Regions from separate parts of the Oryctolagus cuniculus genome. Here region 2 is linked to region 1. A link is a contact called in public Micro-C data. All regions are on one chromosome and are shown on one strand. The core of a region is the stretch at or near the end of the contact, and the rest is flanking DNA. Distances in the headings are between cores, read along the strand shown. Region 1 has its middle 75 kb from the start of IFFO2. Region 2 holds the start of IFFO2 (intermediate filament family orphan 2).

Region 1 (7,542 bases), core at 3,586-6,085:
CTGCGCCAGATGTGGGAGGGGCTCTGTCTGGTTTTGGGGTGCAGAGGGGGGCTGGAAACCCCACGTCGAGGCTGGGCTTCAGAATCACCCCGGGAGTTTGTCAAGAATGCTTATTCCCGGGTGCTCAGCGCCCAGACACGGAGTTCGTGGGTCAGGGCCAGGACCTTGGGGAGCTGTCGTTTCAAAGGTGTCTCCAGATACGGCAGGGGCATCACCCTCTTGGGACTCACTGTTTTGGGGCACCTCCGCCTGCCCCGTAAGCTCTGTTTCTGGGGCCCTTCCGGGCTGGGCTGGCACTGCGGGCAGGCGAGGTTTGGGTTAACAGGCTGCAGGCACAGTGGCTCAGCCCTTAGGTATGCAATTAGCAGCCCTGACAACAATGCCCTTGTTTTAATCATTACCCTCCCAGCCCGCTGCTAATTTGTTGCTTCTTCCATTGCAGTAACAGCTCTGGCGGGCGGGGAGGGTGGAAGGAGCTCTCTCCGCACCTCTGGCGTCCCCAGACATCTGCTGAGAGCTGTGGGAGAGCAGGCGACACCTAATGCTCTCTGGGGCAACCTGGGAAGACTTGCTGGGGGAGGTGGCTCTGCCAGGACCCAGAAGGGGGCTGGAGTTGAGCCAGGCACTCAGGATGCAATGAGTAGAATGAATAGACACCATCCAGTCAGCTGGAGACCAGTGGGGAGAGAAGTCACCAGGGCGACAGAGATGACCGAGTTGGTGGACGAGAGGGCGCCCAGCTCAGCCAGGCTGGGCGGTGGTCAGAGCGGACTTCCTGGAAGTCGGGAGGACTGGGATCTGTGTCCAGCCCTCCTCGGCCCTCGTGGGGTCAGCAGCAGCAACTGGAGCCGCCACAGGCGCGACACGGCAGGAGGGGTGCTTGGGAAAGCCCGCATTGGAGGGGCGGCCGCATGCTAGACAGACAAACCAAACTTGGAGTTGGAAGCCCCAGGAGTGATCCGAGTGCGAGCCCCAGGACGTCCCCTGCAGAGCAGGGGTCCTCACCCCGCTGCGTCCCTTGCCCATCCAGCTTCTGCCGGGCTGCTCGAGTGACAGGCGCTCAGGCCACCCCACCACGCTGCCCTGGCCTGGGTCCCCTGGCTCCGGGCGTCGTGAAGTCCCTTCTCGGGACCAGCCGCAATCAGGCCCTGGGCTAGAGGTAGAGACAGAGAGAGAGAGAGAGAGGTCTTCCATCCACTGGTTCACTCCCCAGATGGCCATAAAGGCCAGAGCTGCGCCGATCCGAAGCCAGGAACTTCCTCCGGGTCTCCCACGTGGGTGCAGAGGCCCAAGGACTTAGGCCATCTTCCCTGCTTTCCCTGGCCACAGCAGAGAGCTAGATCGGAAGTGAAGCAGGTGGCAGCTTTACCCACTACGCCACAGTGCCAGCCCTTGTGATTTTACTGAACCAGGTTGGCATTAGCCTAGGCTGCAGGGACACTGGGCAGGCATCGTCCTCCCGAGTCCAAGGCAGCTCTGTGCGTGGCTGTCATCCTCTCCCCGTAGCCTGGCTTCATCCAGGTCTCCCATGTGGGTGCAGAGCCCAAGCATTTGGGGCGTCCTCTGCTGCTTTCCCAGGCGCATCAGCAGGGAGCTGGAGGGACCAGGATGAACCGGCGCCCAGATGGGATGTTGGCATCACAGGCAGTGGCTCTATCGGCTAAGCTACAACACCGGCCTGAAGGTCTTTCTTTCTTTCTTTCTTTTTTTAATTAATTAAAAATTTGTTTATGTACTTAAGAGGGAGGCCGAGAGAGACAGCACTCTCACCCGCTGGTTCACTCCCCAAATTCCAGGATGAAGCCAGGAGGGAGGAGCTCAAACCATGTCTTCCATGAGGGTGGCAGGGACCCAGCTGCCCAAGCCACCACGGCTGCCTCCCAGGGGGCGCTCAGCAGGGAGCTGGAGTCAGGCGCCTGAGCCAGGACCTGAATCCTGGCACCCAGATGTGGACGTGGGGGTCCTAAAGGTCTGCCCCAGCTGGGTTTCTCTGAGAGGGCTGAGGGGGCAGAGGGTCCCTCTCCTCTGCAGACGGGATCCCCGGTTACTCCCTGGTGTCGGGGCTCTCTGGACATTGGTCAGTTCAGCTGGGATTGTGTACCCGCCACTGTGCTGGCGCCCCCTGCAGGCAGGGACAGGAACATCTCGCAAAAAAAAAATGTCCTTTAGAATAGAGTTAGAAACGCTTGCGGTAGTGCCCTGAGCTAGAGAGGGGAGCAGCTCGCCTGTGACACTCAGTCAGGCAGCAGCACCCACGGAAGCGGGGCCAGTGGGGCTCACCGGCTCGGAGAGAACCAATTCCCCCCTTCTGAACGTCCCCGTTGCCAGGTGCAGACCCAGCTGGAGCATGTGACCTGAATTCGGCCAATGGGTATACACCAATGCTTTGGCTTCAGGGATTGGCTCATGGGTTGACACGTGATCAAAGCAGGACCAATCAGAGTGAGTCTCAGGATGGGGGGGGATGCTGGGACAGGGATGCTTCTGTTTCCTGCTGCAGGCCATCGGGCGGCTTGTGGGGAGCCATCTTGGTCTGAGATGGTCCAGCCATGAGTGGCACGGACTCTGCGGCCGTTGCAGGGGGATGGTGGGAAAAAGTAGGCGCCTGGGTGATTTTTAGAGCAGCTGTTGCCTGCCTCACCCGAAGCTGGAAGTCGTTGGGACCAGGTGGAATCAGACTTCCTTGAGTTGGCTGTGGCTGACCCTGTCCTAAAGCAGGTCCGTCCTTCCTTCCCAGGCCCGGGCGGGCAAGCATCTTGGCCAAGGGCGCGTCCAGGCTCCTGAGCCTTTGACCTCTGAGCCCCACCTTCACAGTGCCCTGAACCCTGCCCACTCCAAAGAGCCTGGCCGTGGGACCCAGACGAGTCGCCCACACCTGACTTCTGGCCCTGGGGCCGCTGTCGGGGCTGCCTTTCCCACCAGGCCCCTCCCTGCCCGCCCCCGGTCCCCAGAGCCACAAGCCCCAGGCTCTTCAGCTCCTGAATCATCCTCCCTCGGAGGCCTCCACACCTGAGCCATGAGGAAGCTGCCTCTGAGCCGAATTCCCCTCGGTGCAGGGGAAGCTTGTGACCCAGCTGTGGCCTGGTGCTGGGAGGTCACCCAGGGGCGCTTCCCACGCTGGCGCTGGCTTCGGTTGAGGGTGGTAGCAGCAGTGACGGTTTGATGCAGGGTCTCCTGCAGGCCAGACGCTGAGCCAGGCGTCTCCGCTCAGTCCCCGGGGGCCAGCAGTGTAGACCCGGGCACCAGCATAGGGGCCCAGGAGCCAGGTGGCCAGGAGCTGAACCCCAGCCCAGCCATGTCTGAAGGGACTTGAAAAAATTTGTGGAAAGTGGAGTTAAAAGTTTATTTGGGGGCTGGCGCTGTGGTGTAGCGGGTAAAGCTGCTGCCTGCAGTGCTGGCATCCCATATGGGCACCAGTTCGAGTCCCGGCTGCTCCTCTTCCGATCCAGGTCTCTGCTACGGCCTGGGAAAGCAGTGGATGATGGCCCAAGTCTTTGGGCTCCTGCACCCACATGGGAGACCCAGAAGAAGCTCCTGGCTCCTGGCTTTGGATTGGCACAGCTCCAGCCTTTGCAGCCAATTGGGGAGTGACCCATCGGATGGAAGACCTCTCTCTCTCTGTACTCTACCTCTCACATAAATAAATAAAAATTTTAAAAAATTTATTATTTCGAAGGGCACAGAGACAGTATATAGAGAGCTGTTTCGTTCCCCAAAGGCTCACAGTGGCTGGGGCTGGGCCAACCCAAAGCCAGGAGCCAGAAAGCCCAGGCCTTGCAAGGGGGTGGCCAGGACCCGTCAGCTGCTCACTCCCAGGGTGCACGGGAACTGGAACAGGGAACAGAGCTAGGATGGAGCCCAGCGCGTTCTGTGTGGGATGCGGGGGTCCCAGGCACATCGAGGCCGCCACGCCCAACGCCCTCCGAGTCACAGAACTGGCAAGGCTCTAGGTGGCCACCGTGCACAAGACCCCTGCGCCCTGAAGGAGACCTACACAGTCAAAATGCAGGAAGTCGCAGGCGTACAACACACGCTGGCTTGGGAAGACCCAGACGCGGACGAGGCTGTCGGGAGCCCGTCACCACTTCCTGTGTGCCGCGCCTGTCGGGGTTACGGAGACGCCGGGTTGAAATGCGTTTCGCTGGAGACCTTTCCTCTTGGGTGTGGCTGCCGGCGCGTACGTGGCCACGTGGCGGTCCTGTCGCGGCGTGGATTTGGCCGGTGTTCCACTGCGCGAGTGAGGAGCACGGGGGCTTCACTTTGGGGTTTTTGTCGACTGCGCTGGGCCTCCAAAGTCAGGCTCCAGGCTTTTCCGGGGAATACTTACTCCTGTGGGATGCAAGAAAAACAATTATTTTTTTGAAAGAGAGAGAAAGAGAGAGATCAATCTCCCATCCTTCACTGTGTCATTCCCCAAATGCCCGCAGTGGCTGGGGTTGGACCAGGCTAAAGCCGGGAGCCAAATACTCCATCCAGGCCTCTCGCGTTTGCCTCGCAGGGTGCACAGTAGCAGGAAGCGGGAATCGGGCCCGGCTGCTGTCCTCCCTGATTCCCGGATGAATGCTAGTTGGGCCTCCTGCCTCCCGTGGCCACCCTCTCCCCTTTCCTGCGTGGGAGTGACGTGTGCGGAGGGACAGGTGCGAGGGAGGCGGCTCCCTTTGAAGGGCAAGGCGTCCCCCCTCCCTGACTCACCCGCCTCGCTTGTTGGCCCCCACCATGCACCTTGCCTGTTGAAACTGTCCCAGGCGCTGCCCCTCCAGGGAGGGGGGAGCCCGCGGGGAGGCTGACTCAGCGGTGAGGTCACCCTTGCCTGGCTTCTCAGACAAGCACCTTCTTGCCTGGCCTGCTGGGTTCTCACTGGCACCCCAGCTCCACCCGGGCTGGCACGTGGGCCGGAGCCCCGGACAGGTAGTCAGTGCGCGGAGCGTGGCCCCGGGCCCATTGCTCCCCTGCCGTCGCTGGGTCCTGGACCTGGGGCTGCGGGCTGACTCTGGGCGTGGGCACTGGGGTGTGAAGGTGAGGGTCTTCCCAGCTCCTGCTGGGCCCCGGGGAAGGGAACACACGGAGATCTCTTTCTTATTGTTATATATGTGGAAGGGTGAGATGATAGACGACAGATGGTAGCTAGATCAATAGATGATAGACAGACAGATGGACAGATCCATCTTCCATTCATTGGTTCATGCTCCAAATGCCTGCAGCAGCCACACTGGCCAGACTGAAGCCAAGTGCCCACACTCAACTTGGTCCTCCCAGGTGCGTGGCAGGGGCCCAAGCATTTGAGCCATCACCTGCCGCCTCCCACGGTGTGGATCACAGGAAGCTGGGATCAGCAGTGGAGCGGGGACTTGAACCCCGCTCGTGGATGTCCCATGGGGCGCGTTAACCACTGTGCCAAATGTTCAGCCCCCCACGGAGGTTTCAGACTTACCCAGAGCCACATGGGGCACTGAGGAGGGGGTACCCCCTACCCCGAGATCCAGGGAGGAAACCACCAGGACGCTGGGGGCCGCAGAGGGGTTTGGGGCCAGACAGTGACAAGGCCAGGTTCTGTTTCAAGGGCAGTGGCGCCTGCGACAGGGTGGGGAGGGTGGACACAAGGTGGAGACAGGTGGCAGGAAGCCCAGGCAGACGCTGTCACAACACCCAGGGGAGGTGGGGAGGAACTCTGGACCGGGTGGGGCAGGGAAAGGTTTGGAAAGCCCAGGGCCCCCGGCTGTGAGAGGCACACAGGGGCCGCTTCTCCAGGACGGCTCCCTGCAGGCTGCCTCAGCCCGGGGTCACCCCCTCCAGTCCTCCCTCTCGTGTCCGCCCCCTGCCAGCCCTCCTGTGGGCTGTGTGGGGCGGTGTGAGGCGCCCATTGCTCAGAGGAGGGCACAGCTCCCGTCGGCCTGGGGACTCCTGCAGGTGCACCCGTTCTAGAGGGTGGGGGTGTACCCCCACCCGCAGCGGGATCCAGGCCCCGAGCACCGGTGTTGAAGGCAGGCAGAGAGCCTGGCGCAGGGTTCCCACTGCCCACGGTGTGCCCGGGCGAGTTCGCCACCCCCGCTGCGCTATTGGTTTCGTCCCTGTAAGGGTGGGAGACTTGGACGAGTCCGTATGCGCCTGGACGGGGTCCACTATGCATTCTGGGCTTTCATCCTGCACGGGGCTGCTGCCCCCCCAACCCCATGCCTGTCAATCACCTGGCTGTCCCAGGACGGGCCCAGGGGCTCCTGACCGCCAGGGCTGGCTTTGCAGGGCGTCTTCCCCACTCTCCCTGGAAGGCGAGGAGTGGGTCTCCTGGAGTCTGCACACGTCAGCTGCCCTCACAGACATCTGTGGCAGGGGCCACTTCCGTGTCGCCTGGCCTGAGAGAGAGCTCCGGGGCTCAGGGCTCAGGGCTGGCGGCTCCATCGCCTGGCCAGGCCCTGATCATCTGGGCCCGCTGCACGGCGGGGCTTCATCTGCTCTGGGGGTCGGAGCAGGTGCCGGCCGGCGCCTCTGCTTCTGTGTCCACCAGCGCCATTTGCTCCTCTGCACCGAGGCTGGAAAGCCACGAGAGAAGGAATATAAACAATAAAACAAAATAGCCAGCAAGAAGCACTTCCTTGTGTCCACTGCGGGGGTCCTGCGGGGGACACAGTCCAGCAACTCCACCCATTCCGGTCTCTCTGACTACACCCAACAGAGACGAAGTCAAGGACACGGCGAGGCCCATGCCACGCAGCACTGCCTGTCCTGGGGGCTGGCGCTGCGGTGTAGCGGGTTAAGCCTCTGTCTGTAGTGCCTGCAACCCATATGGGTGCCAGTTTGAGACCCACCTGCTCCATTTCTGATCCAGCTCCCTGCTAGTGCTCCTTGGAAAGCAGTGGAGGATGGCCCAAGTGTTTGGCCCCTGCACCCCTGTGGGAGACCCAGATGAGGCTCCTGGCTTCTGGTTTGGCCTGGCCCAGCCTTGGCCATTGCGGCCATTTGGGGAGTGAACGAGCGAATGGAAAATCTCTCTCTTTCTGCCTCTGCCTCTTTTTCTCTGTAACTCCGCCTTTCAAATAAATACATCTTAAAAAAAAAAAAAAAGAACACCCCAAAGCCAGCATCCTGGCTCCACCATCAGTGGCATGAAGCTGGGCCACCCCTGGCTGTTGACTGTACATGGCCAGTGAGTGAACAGTAGGAGGGTTTAACTCTCCATTGTAAAATGTAGATTATGCAAGAGCCTAGAGAAACCGGCCGAAATGTCGACAGTGCCGATTCCTGGAGGGGGGTTTACAATGCTCCTCCCTTTCTAAGATGCATTTATTTGAAAGGCAGAGTGACTGGTGGGGGGGGGGCGTGGGCAGAGAGAGAGAGGGAGAGAGAGAGAGAGAGAGAGAGAGAGAGAGACAGCACGCACGAATGAGCTCTTCCACCTGCCGGTTCACTCTCCAAAAGGTCTCCATATCCAGGGCTGGGCCAAGCCGAAGCCAGGCCCAGGAACCCTACCCAGGCCTCCCACGGGGGTACAAGGGGCCCAAGCGCTTGGGCCACCTGCATTCGCAGGGGCTGCAACAGACGCAGAGC
Region 2 (7,542 bases), core at 1,634-4,133, 74 kb after region 1:
GGTTCTTGCTCCCCTAAAATTCCCAGCCCTGTCTGGCCGACTCCGCCAGCCAGGATGTCTTTATGGACAGGCTCAAGGGTGAACAAGGTGTTCTGGCTTGCTTGGAATTTTTCTGGGTTTTAGCAGTCAAAGTCCTGCATCAAGGGAGACCCCCCGCCCCAGTCCCTGGCAGATGGGAACAGTTGGTCCACCGGACTGGACAGCTGCAAAGAGCAGAGACACATAGCGTCTCGCTGCCAGGCCTTTGTGGCCATGGGGCAGCGTGTACGCCAACTCCTTGGCACGTATCACGCTCAGCTGAAGACCCCTGCAGTCCAGGCCCACTCCCAGCCGTTCCCGGGGCTCCTCCGTCTCCTGCGCACCCTCTGGGTGGTTTTCCTGGCTGTCGCCACAGCTGTGGAAGCACCGCCCTCAGCCTGTAGTGTCTAAGCTTGAACAGGACCGCCTGCCCTGGCCCCCATCCCACCACGGGAGGGTTTCACACCCTGGCCCCGCACTGGTGCTGGCAGGACAGAGCCTTCCTGGGAGAGGTTGTGGGGAGCCCAATCCCCAGGTGTGGATCCTCAACCCTTTGTGTTCCACAGGCCCCTTGGGAATCTGGGGAAGCCTGTGGACCTCATCTCAGAATAATTTTTAAAAATGCTTTAGGATTATAATGACAACAATTTTACTAAAATACAAATATCAAAGGATTAAGGACAAATTTGTGATGTAGTAATGTATGTCCTTTCTTAATACATTAAATAATATTCACTGGTGGGTCTAATATGACTTTGATTTCAGAATTGTGGCAGCTTACTTGTTATCCTGAGATATCTTTAATAATTGTGGTGTGATATGAAAAATCTGATTTATTTTTAAAGATACATTTCATTTATTTATTTGCAAGGCAGAGTGACACACAGAGAGGGTGACAGATGGCAAAAGACGTAGAGAGAGATATTTTTAATTGTTTCACTCCCCAAATGCCTGCAGTAGTTGGGTTGGGTCAGGCTGAAGCCAGGAGCCTGGGTCTCTGTGGGTGGCAGGGACCCAGGTACTTGTGATCCCCCTGGGTGCACATTAGCAGGAAGTGGAGCTGTAAGGGGGAGCAGCACTTGACCCCAGGCACTGTGACCCCAGTGGTGGCTTCACCTGCCGCGCCACAACACCCACCCGAGATTCCAATAGGGACAAACCACAAGGACTTCCACACGCAGCCTACGCTCACCCTCAAAGGAGAGGCTAAACACCATTTTAGAACAAAGTGCAAATAAAGATTGAACTTCTGTCCACTCCAATGTCACGGGCAGCGTCCTATCCTCCGCCAATCCCTGCTTCAAGGGGATTTGATCCTGTGGGTTAGGGAAGCCAGCCGGTGGCCAGATTGGCTCGTGGGGCAGAGGAGGGATCCAGGGCAGGTGAGTTTTGGAGCTGGCTGTCCCACGCCAGGGAGCAAGGGGCTGGGGCTGAGGTCAGGAACTCCCGGGAGGCTTTGTTCTTGTCCCTGCCTCAACAGCACACAGACTACCGTCACAGCCATGTCACCCCACAGGAAGCCCATCTCCTCGGGTTTCCTTTGTCACTCAGAGCACCGGGGCATTGTCCCTGGAAGACAGGGTACCTGCCCTTAAGCTTCTGCACAGAGACAAAACAAACACAAACGTTGCTAACAAGTCAGAAATTAAACTGCAATTCAAACAATGTGGCTGGAAGAACCTGCACCAGGCCACAGTATCTGGACAAGCCACAGTTGCTCAAAGGTCGCGGTCACCTCCCCTCCCAGGTTCACGGGCAGGGGCAGTGTCAGAGGCCGCTTAGAGCAGGCGCTTTGGAACCCTGGCGGCTACCTAGGTCTCGGGGACTTGCTCTGTGAAATGGGGGTAACAAGCGAGCAGGACACGGCGCATACACCAGTGTCTGCACCAGGAGGGGCGCAGCTGGGCCTCTAGGGGGGCAGCTGTGAAAACGCGTTTGAAAGAACCAAGCAGAGCACGCAAGCATCCTGCAGACCGTCCGCCCGATGCTGCCCCCTACGGCCGCTGGACGCAGGCGGCCGGGCAGAGCGCGCAGGTGTCACGCCCCACCCTCGCGGTAGACCAGCGGGCTGGGCAGTGCCCGGTCTCTGGGCAGCGAGCCCTCGGCTGGAGGCGGGGACGCGCGGCCTGGCGGTGGAGGGGACCGCGAGCAGCGCCCGCTCGGCCGCGTGGGGGACGTGCTGGCGGAAGCGCGGCCTTAGCCCGCGAAGGTCGATCCAGGCCGCTTCTGGGGGGTGGGGAGTGGGGTGCCGCTGCACCTGCGGACGCCGTGGTCCCTCAGCCCTTCCAGGACGCTGTCGGCCGCATCCCTCGGAATCTGGGGCAGGGGGAAGGGTCCGGGGTTGAGGGAGGACAGAGCAGCCGAGCCTCCTCCGCAGACCACGTGGGAGAGGGGGCGACCCCGCTGCCGAGCCCGACGGTCCCTTTAAGAGGCCGGGCCGGCTCTGCGGCGGTTCCCGCAGAACCCTGGTACTGCTCTGCGGTCCGCGTCCCCACGCAGAGAATCCGAGCCCCGCGCAGCGGCGGGACCCAGCGCAGGGGAGGGCGTGGCCCCGCCGGGGATCTGGGCGGGGTCAGAGCTGCCGCGGCCAGTCAGCGCGGCGCAGAGAGCGGAGGCCCCCCCTTGGGGGGCGGAGCCAAGGGCCCGTGGGCGTGGCCCGGCGCTGCGGGCTTCGGGGCGGGGCCTCGGGCGCCGGGATCGCCGCAGAGGGAGGAGGAGGGGGCGGGGCCCGGAGGGGGCGGGGCGCGTGTCTGCAGTGGGCGGGGCCACCGCAGAAGGGGCAGTGCCGGCGGAGAGTCCCCTGCGTGCGGCTGCCGCGGCCCCTCCACAGCGCCTCTGACAGCCCCGGCGCCCGGACTCGCGACCCTCAGCGTCCTCGCGCGGCCGCCTCGGCCTCCACCGCGTCCCGGAGCGGCCGGACCCCTCCCTCGCCTGGGCGCCCGCATCCGGGGGGCAGTCGGCCCGCCGCCGCGAAGGCCGCATCTGGCGCGCATCTGGGGCCGCCCGGCCGGCCGCGCTGGAGCCCGCGCCCGCCCTGGCCCGGCCGCGCCGGGATCCCTGCCCGGAGCTGGAGCCGCACCTGGAGCCGCGGGCCCGGGGCCCTGAGCCGCGCAGCCGGCGCATGGTCAACTCGCTGCTGTTCGGGGAGATGGCCTTGGCCTTCGGCTGCCCGCCGGGCGGCGGCGGCGGCGGCGGCTGCCCCGGCGGGGGCGGCGGCGGCGGCGGCGGAGCCGGGCCCGGGCCGTCGCCCGTAACGGCGGCGCTGCGGGACGACCTGGGCTCCAACATCCACCTTCTGAAAGGACTCAACGTGCGCTTCCGCTGCTTCCTGGCCAAAGTGCACGAGCTGGAGCGGCGCAACCGGCTGCTGGAGAAGCAGCTGGAGCAGCAGCAGAGCGAGCGCGAGCGGCGGCTGCGCTACAAGACCTTCTCCCGCGAGCAGGCCGTGCAGACCGGGCCCGAGCTGCTGCGGCCTCCCGCGCCGGGCGGCGGGCTGGGGGTCGGCTGCGCGGCGCCGGGCGCCAACGCCAACGCCGCGGCCCCGGTGGCCCCCGGCGGCGGCTCGCACCCGCAGCACTACGGCCGCCTGCCCGGGACCATCTGGAGCTACACGCAGGTGCGGCGCACGGGCGGCGGCGGCGTGGAGACGGTGCAGGGCCCCGGCGTGTCGTGGGTGCACCCCGACGGCGTGGGCGTGCAGATCGACACCATCACGCCCGAGATCCGCGCGCTCTACAACGTGCTGGCCAAGGTGAAGCGGGAGCGCGACGAGTACAAGCGGAGGTGAGCGCTCCCCGGGAGGGGCGGGCGGGTGGCGCCGGCGGCAGCTGCTGTGGGCAGATGGGCCCGGGGCTGTGCGAGATGGGGGTGGGGGGTGGGTGCTGCGCGACCCTGGGCCTGGCCCGGGAGTCCGCTGATGCGGGGTGTGCGACAGGCCCATCCCTGGCCTGCAGATGAACACATTGTGGGGCACGGAGCCCAGTGACTTGCCTGGGGCGGCTGGGGCCGCTCGCTGGTGAAGCTGGGATCTGAACCGGCCTTGCAGCCACTCCTGGCTGGCTGTCTCCCAGCCGAGAAGTCGGGACTCTGAGCCAGCCCCCTTGAATCCCTGAGGTCCTGTGTTTGAAGATGCATGGCCCTGGCGTCACCCCCTGGAGCCAGGGTCTGCGTCTTGCTATGGCTCTGTGGTCCAGCTGCCTGCTTCAGCCTGGCCACGGCCTCCCTGCGCCCCTCTGCTCCCCACTCTGCGCGAGTTCATGGTTTATTGAGCCCCATCAAAGGGAGCCTGAGTCCCCAGCCCACCGTGTGGGGCTGGGGGACTGGACATTGAGTGGACGCAGACCACCGTGTCTGGCAGGGCGGCAGATCACCCACAGGCCTGGCTACATGCTGCTGTGCGGCCTGGTGGACAGTCCTGGCTGCAGGGGATCTCTGATAAGGGGACAGGGGTCTGTCTGTGGCATCTCTGGCCCGAGTGAGGGAGGGACCCCAGGCCCTGGCGGCTGCCGTTCCAGGCACAGGCACCCGTCCGTGCCTTTGGAGACGTGGTTCTGAACTGAGAGGGGCCTTGGCTCCCATCCTGCACCGCCTGCCCAGGGAGCATGGGTCTCCTCCCTCTGTCTCGCACGGGGCAGGTGGGTTCAAGTGTCCGCTCCGTCACTTGCTGGGGGCGGGGGGATTGTTGGAGGCCCTGGCACGTGTGTTTGCCCACGGTTGCTGGAGGGGAGGATTAGTTATCTCCTTGAGGACTTTGTCTCCAAGTGCAGTCGCATTGGTGATGGGCACTTCAGTTCAGTCCCACCCCAGGGAAGAAGGAGACGCTTGGGAGGGTGGTGCCTGGGGGAAGGGTTCAGGTCCTCAGCCGAGGTTACCGTGTGGAACAGCTGGGAGCAGAAAGGCTGGAGTGTGGCCTTCTGGGGCGGGTCCTGCCTGCCTCTCCTGGGGTACCTGCCCCACCGGAGGACTTGAGAGTGGCCCGGAGCCTTGCCGTGGGGAGACCACCCGTCTGCCCCTCGTGGTCAGCCTCATTGGTGCGGGTGAGGGAAATGGGCATTTGTTTTGGCCTGGACTGGGCCTCCCCTCTCCGCCGCCGTTGACCGGGTCGTCATGCCGCAGGCTTTTGTTCTGTGTTTATTTTATTGTGTGTGTGCTTTCTGGACCTGGCTGCTAAGCAGATGAAAAAACCGTGCCCAGTCTTAATGGGAGACGGGCTGGCCTTGCGCAATGGTCTGTCCACGCTGCACCCGGGCGTGGGGTGTGATGTCAGCTTCTAGCGCTGGCCCGGCCTGAGCCGGTGCTGCTGAGGCAGGTGGGGGGCAGGTGTCTCTCTGCCCGCCCTCTGGGGTGCACACGCACCTTCTTTCCCCTTCAGTTGTTGGTTCTGTGCGTGCACTGGAGGGGCCTGTCTTTTCCAAAGTTGGTTCAGGGCAGGCACATGCTGGATTTTTCTAAATTGAGCGTACAGTTTCCTGGGTCTCAGTCTCCCTCCCTCTCTGTGGAATGAGGTGCCTGGGCCAGAACTGTGCTCCTGAAAGACCAAGGCTTCCTCGGAGATGCCGTGGGGTTCCGTGAACACTTAGCAAAAGTTATAATTTAGAAATACATTGGGCCGGCGGGCTCCTAAAAACGTGCTCGGTTCTGAGTACGGACCCCCCGGATCTCACTACCAGGCTACCTGGTTAGCAGCCGGCCTCCAGTGACAGCCCCCTCCGCCTCCTTTGTCTGAAGAGGGTTCTGGGTTACCGAGCAAGCTCCTGCAACGGCTCCCATTTGTAGCTGCTTAGCTGTGCGCGTCAGGCCCTCCTTGATGTCCTGGAGCCGGATCTGGAGATAAATTTAACCGGGATGTGGCTCTGTCGTCAGAGTGGCCGCATCCGTCTCGCTGATTGGAGTTGGATAGGTGAGCGTGGTGCGTGGGAGCCCACGGTACGGTTATAAGAGTCCCATTCTCTTTTCATTTGTTGTGCATTTGGGCTTCTTAGAAGAACTGTTTTGGGCGAGGAGAGTGCGCAACTTTGAAAAGTGTTTAAAAACTGCCGGTGAGGCGAGGGTTGTGGGGCAGCGGGGTAAGCCGGGGCCGCCAGCATCGCATATCTGGAGCCTGCTTCCAGGTCTGGCCGCTCCACTTTCCACCCAGCCACCCTGACGGAGTTCCTGGCTCCTGGCTGCTGTGGCCATCTGGGGAATAAACCAGCAGATAGAAGATCTCTCTTTCTCTTTGTCTCTCTCCTCTCTCTCTCTCTCTTTCTCTCTCTCTCTCCCCCTCTTTCTCTGCCTTTCAAATAAATAAATACAATAAACCTGAGAACCACCACCGGCCAGCTGCTCTGTGAGCTTAAGGGGTCTCCCCAGCCCGGCTCCCCTCTGACCCCACCTGTGAGCCTGTCAGGCCTGAGAGCATGTGCCCGGGCTCCTGAAGCCTGATCCTTGCAGGACGTTTCGCGTGGTGCCCCGGGCAATGAGCAATGGACGGGGCCTGGCCAGGGAAGGAAACTCCCAGGGTTTCCCCTGGTCCACCTGGATGTGCTCCCAGCCTCGGAGACCCCCCGTGTGCACCCCCGGGGGCAACCTGGGCTGTGGTGGCTCTGTGTCCTTCCAGCTGGAGGCTTCGGGGTCCTGCCTCCATGATTTGGGGCCGTATCCATGCACCCCTGCACTATTCCCTATGTAAAACTCTCACAGCTTCCTTGAGGTGTAGCTTCCGTGCCATGCAAGCCACTCGTTTTGGTGTCTCAGTGATTTTTGGTCATTCACAGAGTTGCACAACTGTCACCACTGTGCGGTTTTAGAGCCACACATCCCCTCCCCCAACATGTGCCCAGGTGCGGGCGCTGTCTCACATCTGGTCTGTTCTCCAACTCCGTACACTGGCTTTCTCTGGGCACTTCCTGTCAACGGGACCCACGGCACCCCGTCTTAGGTGCCTGGCTGCTTTCACTTTGCTCGTCTTTGAGGCTGCTCTGTGTCGTAGCCCGTGTGTCCCCGGTGTGCCCTGCCTACCACGGCCTCCTGTGCTGTCAGTGGGACCCGGACAGACCCCGCGTGGAGCCCCTGGCTGGTGTGCCCAGGCCCCGGCCCCGCCCACCACGGCTTCGCTCTCCCCTCCGCCGAGCCCACTCTTCACCACGTGGCCATTGTGGTTACTGAAACCCTCCAAAGGCAAGGTTGTCAAGCGTTGATTTGGAAACCAAAACAAACAGCTCTTCTCTGTCACCACCCAGTGCCACCGAAGCGTCTTGTTCTGAGTGTGCAAGCGGGGGCTCTTCCCCGGGGCATTCCTGCCGAACCCCCGGACTTTACACACCTGCAGGGTTCTCTGCGTCGGGCGGCCTGGCTGCAGGTTTAGCTCCGCTGTCAAGCGCTGTGCAGCCTCCAGCCGTCCCCTGCCTTCTCTGGGCCTCGGGACCTCCACCTTCACCTGAGGGGCTTCCTGGGAGATTCCTCCCAGCTCGCTCCACACTTCAGGTCTGGGACCGGAAGGGGCTTGGGGCACAGCCGACCTTTCTGCCTCCCGAGACCACAGTG

Evidence for each region. Hi-C and Micro-C count contacts between places; a contact is called where the count stands out from the background.
Region 2: a contact with region 1 is called in a Micro-C map of ear pinna, with 1.8 times the contacts expected there. The contact joins the promoter of IFFO2 here to the enhancer-like site in region 1. A contact is called at or near these places in 3 of 6 Hi-C or Micro-C datasets (ear pinna, skin fibroblasts and an unstated tissue).

Annotation. Positions count from the first base shown.
Region 1 is chr7:151,551,251-151,558,792 of mOryCun1.1, forward strand. No RefSeq gene overlaps it. Among named protein-coding and RNA genes, the nearest start is that of IFFO2, 75 kb to the right of the region's middle. Within about 2 kb of position 4,836, at least 2 of the 8 cell types and tissues checked have an H3K27ac peak or open chromatin away from gene starts, as enhancers often do. A contact at or near this core is called in ear pinna, where this site is marked.
Region 2 is chr7:151,627,369-151,634,910 of mOryCun1.1, forward strand. It overlaps IFFO2 (intermediate filament family orphan 2), which reads left to right and starts at 2,884. Exons shown (of 9, transcript XM_008265794.4): 1 at 2,884-3,801. The coding sequence starts at 3,140.